2 separate regions of the Mus musculus genome follow, and region 1 is linked to region 2. A link is a contact called in public HiChIP or PLAC-seq data. All regions are on one chromosome and are shown on one strand. Each heading gives the region's core, a stretch centred on a gene start, on an enhancer-like site or on the middle of the called end of the contact. The rest is flanking DNA. Distances are from core to core; before and after follow the strand shown. Region 1 has its middle 23 kb from the start of Gm51535. Region 2 has its middle 15 kb from the start of Olfr373.

Region 1 (2,700 bases), core at 182-2,681, 100 kb after region 2:
TGCCTTAAGTGCCTGGGCTGTTTGGCTGTTGGTCACTCAAGCAATGTTGGGTATGGGTTCAATCTTATGAGGTCGGCCTTAAATCAAATTTGATATTGGTTGGTTATTGCCACAAACTTTTGGCCACCATTTCCCTAGCATATCTTGCAGGCAGGACAGCACTGTAGATCAAAGGGTTTGCAGCTGACTTGGTGTTTATGTGTCTCCCTTGGTAGCTACAGAGTACCTTCTGGTACCAAGAACACTAGCCAGTAGGGGTGAAGGCTCTAGGTAGGCACCAGGTTACTTCATTTTCAATGAGTTAAATAGGTGTTAATTTCAGCAATAGGGCCTTTTTGTCAAGTTGCTGCAGCTATGGGGTTTGTGTGTGCGTGTGTGCATGTGTACAGTGTCCAAGTGCCACATATTGAATGTGATAATTAGAGGGAAACTTTCAGGAGTCAATTCTTTCCTTCCACTGCGGCTGAGGAATTGAATGCAGGTTCTCCCGTTGTGGCTGTGTTCCTTGTTGAACTTAAGACTCTGTTTTCACTCATGGAAGCATTGAATTTCCGGTGCAGTTTCTCTCAAGACTAGGACGTTTGCCCATGCAGTGCTGTTGGTTAAGTGACAATTTATACGGATTTTTGCATGAAATATCCAGTAAGACATAGTAATTTTATTGAAATTAGTGCCATGTAGTTAACCTGTTAAAACTGACTTGTTGTCTGCCTTTGATATCAGTGATGTGTTGGAAGCTTACCAATAAGCAATATGGCTAGGCATGTGACATGAATGCTGTTAACCAAAGGGCAAATCACAAGCAAAATGCCAAAAGCAAACTTAATTAAAAATCTAATTATGTTTGAAATATTGTATCATTATTTATCTTGTGGTAATTTAGTAAGTTTTTTTTAAAGAAAACAATTTTTGTAACTTGATAAATTATAGTTTTGTTTTTTAGAAAAGTTGCTTCTCCATGTGTAACTAGGCAACAAACGGTGTAGATAGTTTTGCAAGGCTCCCGGATGTTTCCATGCAGACATACCATCATCAGAAACTCGGCTGCTGTTCTGCTGCCTCCTCCCTTATTTTTTTACTGTGGTAATTTCCTATGCAAATATCAGAGCATGCAGCTGTCTAGCTGGAGAATTTTTTGAGGGAATGAGATGTTTATATATTAACGACAATTTTTTTTTTGAAAATAAAAAGTGCCTAAAAGATTAAAAAAAAAAAAAAAAAAAAGAATGCAGGTCCTCAGACTTGAGCAACATGCTGCAATCACTTCGATCTCACTGGTCCCAGGCAGCAGGTTTTGTTAGTTTGTTTTTCTGAGAGTGGTAAGTGTATCTGTAAGAGCAAGATGGCAAGAGAGTGACAGAAGCCTCAGCTGAGTTGTTGACTTCCTTTCCTTCTCAGTGCCCCACTGCACTCCTTAGCCCTGGCTGACCTTTCCCCTCCTCCCTCTTTCCATTTGGCTGCTGCTGCTGGTGGTTATCTCCTCCTCCTTCTCTCTTCTTCTCCTCCCCTCCTCCTTCTTCCTCTTTTTCCTCCTGTGTTTATGTGCGTGTTTGCATGTGTGTATGTACATGGGTGTGCATGTGCACAGGTGTGCAGGTTCCTGAAAAGGTCAGAGGAAGGCACCAGATTGCCTTGGGCTGGAGTTACAGATGGCTGTGAACTGCAACGGGTGCTGGAAACCAAACTCAGATTGTCTGGAAGAGTAGTAAGTGCTCTTAACCACTCAGCCACGTCTCCAGCACTCTAGCAACCTTGTTTGTTAGGATTTATCTCCTCACTGAACCTGAACTTTAGCAGGGTGACAGGCTTCCTGGTCAGTGGTAGTCAGCTTGGCAGAAGTGAGTATGTTCTAGAGACTCTTTGGCTACAACTATTAAAACGGACCCCAGGAAATTGCAATTTTCTCATGCTGGAGGAAGGCGAGCCTGGGACAGGCAGAGGGGGTGGTCTTCTCTCCTCCCAGAAAGATTTTAATTTTCCAAAGATGATAGTAGGGCAATGATGGGTGGGACCTCACCATGCCCAGGACTGCTTAGGTGCACACCATCTGCCCTTTCTCTACTCCACTCCAGAAGATGGACTTGGAGAAGTTGCTGGATCTCTTTGCTCCTCTTTCCAATGCAGCCACATTGACTAAATCTCCCTTTCTGCTTTTTACAGTTAATTTGACTTTTCTAGTTGGCTTATTGAGGACAGGTGGCTGAGCTTGGCTTATTGGGACATAATGAAGTGAGCCCCAGGGATCTGTTAGTTTTTTCCTGTCTAGGGATGAACATAGCTGGGATGACAAGTGTGTCTCACCATGCCCAGCCTGTTTCCTGTGAGTCCTGGGAGCATCTAGACTCTCTCTCCCCAGACATGTCTTTCTTGCTTTCTAACAGGCTCATTGTCATCTTGCCTCAGGAACTTTCCATTTGCTGTTTCCAGACAATGGCATTTTGTACTCCAAGGCAGGCTCATATATCCTAGGCTAGCCCAATCTTATAGCCCAGGATGACCTTGAAGTCTCAATATCCCTGTCTCTACCACCCAATGGCTGGGGTGACAAGTATGACTCACCATGCAGTGCTAGAGATTGAACCTAGGGCTTTCTGCATGCTAGAGAAGCATTCTACCAACTGATCTCTAGACCTAGTCACTAAAATCCATTTTGCTCATGGAATATTGGTGCTCAGCTGATGTTTATTTCCTAGTTGGCCT
Region 2 (2,701 bases), core at 195-2,694:
ATTAGTAATCTTAACAGAAAAAAAATTAAGTCAGCCAGTGTGAGTGACTTGAGGTTGTGCCTCTGTTCCCTCCCGCTGGTGACATAAAGACCCTTTTAAATGGTTCTGAACCTTGGCACCATTGACATTTTAAGGTAGATGAGGGCTAGCAAGATGGCTTAGTGGGTAAGGGCTCTTTCTGCCAAGCTGAAGACCTGAGTTTGATCCCTGGGACTAAGTCAAGCCTGCTTCCCCAGGTCAGCCCTTGTTCCTCTGCCTGAATCATAGCACTTTTAGCATCTCTGTTTAAGTTTTCTTCCCAGGGGAGAAAGATGGTTCAGCAAGTGAAGGACCTTGTAGCCAAACTTGAGAACCGGAGTTACAGCCTCAGGATTCACATGGTGGAACCCGAGTTACAGCCTCAGGATTCACATGGTGGAACCCGAGTTACAGCCTCAGGATTCACATGGTGGAACCTTTGGTGACTCCCAAAAGGTGTTTTCTGACTTCTATACATGTCGTGTGACTATAAAAAATTATCATGTAATAAAAATAAAAAATTTTCCTGTTCCAAGGCAGAAACTGCCTCTCATCCATGGATGTCTTATTCCAGTGTCCCTTTACCCCCAACTCCCTCACAGAACTCACCTGAATCTGTCCTGGGTCTTCTCAGCTGATGGATATACACTGTTGTAGACAGCCATCCAGGCTCTGTTGGGAGCAAGAAGTGAGCTCAGGCCTGCTGGCTGTGGGCTATTGGGTCCCTGCCATGAAGAACACCTGGGGATGTCTCAATGACTTACCAGTCATAGACACTGAGACATTTAATTACACATTCCCCTCAACACTTCCTATCACCTCCTACGGTGTTTGGATGGCCCCACTGCTAGTGGAAATTACCTCCACCAGGGCCTGGAGTCTCTTTCAGGTTGCGCTTGCAATAGTATTTAAAAAAGCTTTTACTACCAATTACACGTAGAGGTGTGTGTGTGCACACATTGTGTGCAGTGCCTACAGAATCCGGAAGAGGGGCCTGGATCCCTGGAGCTGGACTTATGGAGGCTGGGGGTGGGGAGAAAATTAGTGCTTCTATGCACCAAATCCACCCTCTGCAGTTAGGCTGAATGTGTGTAGATCCTGGGAGGACTCTTTTTACAGTTTTCTTGTTATTGTGTGTGTTTGAAGTGTGTGTGTAGGTTAGAGGACAACTTTGTGGGGTTCTGTCCTGCCTTTACATGGGTACTGGGGATCCAACTCAAGTCGTTGGTCACCGGGAAAGTCCTTTCATTCACTTGACACCCTTCCTCACTCTCCCCAGGGATTATTTCCGTGTTTCAGATGGAGTGCTGGGTTCCTCAGGGTGAATGGTCCCTGCCACAGGACCAGGTGCAGTGAGTTGCATATGGGCAGGTGCCCTGCCAGTGAGTTCCACCCCAGGCCTCTTTGGACTTTTCTTGTGAATATTTTTCTTCCTCTTTTTTGCTCTCTTACATAACTGTGTGCAGGAGTGCATGCCACAGCCCATAGGTGTCCGTCAGAGGACAATTTGTTGGAGTCAGCTCTTTCTGCCCCTGGCCACAGACTTGGTAGCAAGCTCCTTTACACACAGCCATCTTTCCGGACCTCGTTTGACCTTTTCTGTTTTTACATTTTGAAACGGGATGTCACTAACTTTCCCAAGCTAGACTGGAACTCACTCTTCACCCCAGGCAGGCTTTAAACTCGCAATCCTCCTGCCTCAGCCTCTGAGCAGCTGGATGAAAGCCCTGTGTCACAGGTTTCTTGGATTGACTTTAACAACTTTCCTTTCACATTTTCTCCCTTGCTGTTGCGTTTAAAGTCTGATGCTGAAAATATGAGACAAGGAGAGGTACCAGGCTTGGGTCCATTCCCAGAGAGCCTTCTTTAGATCCTCCACCCCTGACAGCACCAGGCTCAGGAGACTACATTTATGGAAATGTTTCCTATTTTTCATTTTTGAGACACTCTCCTATAATCAGGGTGGCCTTGAACTCACCACTATGTAGCTAAGGTTGACTTGGAAGTCCTCATTCCCCTGCCTCCATCTTCCAAGGGCTTGAACAACCATGCACCTTTCTAGTTGATGTTGTGCTGGGGATAGACCCCAGGACTTGTCCATGCTAGGCAAGCAATGTACTACCTGAGCCACAAGCAATGTACCACCTGAGCCACATGCATTCTACCTACTGAGCTACAAGCACTTTGCAACTGAGCTACAACTACTCTGCAACCGAGCTACAGCCTCAGTTCCACAAAATTGTTTTACTTTCTTTGAAATTCAGATGGAGAAACAAGACTCTACCCACCCTGGAGTTTATGTGTCTTTAAATTAAAACCAACCCTAAAGTGATATTTAAAATATTACTCTGGTGGGGCTGGAGAGATGACTGAGTAATTGAAAGCATGTGTCCCTCTTGCAGAGTATCCATGTTTAGTACCCAGCACCTACAACAGGTAGCACACAGCCAGCTCCAGAGGATTCCATGCCTTGACTTCTGAGGGCACCTGAGCTCACATGTACAGCCCCCCACCCCCACACACACTGAAAGATAAAATAAAAATCCCCATGAGCCCAAAGTCGTTTGTAGAGGTGACAAAAGGCTTTGTGCCATGTGTTCTGGGTGTGACCCCCTCACCTTTTGTCCAGACTTCATCGTCCCAGTTCTGCAACTCTGTGCAAGCTCAAGGGTATACTTCTAAA

Evidence for each region. HiChIP or PLAC-seq counts read pairs in DNA pulled down with a chosen protein or histone mark.
Region 1: a RAD21 HiChIP or PLAC-seq map of pro-B cells shows a contact between it and region 2, with 2.5 times the contacts expected there. The contact joins two enhancer-like sites. A contact is called at or near these places in 1 of 15 datasets of contacts at CTCF or cohesin (pro-B cells), 4 of 484 Hi-C or Micro-C datasets (cochlea and embryonic stem cells), 2 of 115 datasets of contacts at active chromatin or transcription factors (embryonic stem cells and large pre-B cells) and 4 of 9 other capture datasets (adipose tissue, embryonic stem cells, liver and 1 more).

Annotation. Positions count from the first base shown.
Region 1 is chr8:71,980,017-71,982,716 of GRCm38.p6, reverse strand. No RefSeq gene overlaps it. Among named protein-coding and RNA genes, the nearest start is that of Gm51535, 23 kb to the left of the region's middle. Within about 2 kb of position 1,431, at least 14 of the 459 cell types and tissues checked have an H3K27ac peak or open chromatin away from gene starts, as enhancers often do. A contact at or near this core is called in pro-B cells, where this site is marked.
Region 2 is chr8:72,083,699-72,086,399 of GRCm38.p6, reverse strand. No RefSeq gene overlaps it. Among named protein-coding and RNA genes, the nearest start is that of Olfr373, 15 kb to the left of the region's middle. Within about 2 kb of position 1,444, at least 15 of the 459 cell types and tissues checked have an H3K27ac peak or open chromatin away from gene starts, as enhancers often do. A contact at or near this core is called in pro-B cells, where this site is marked.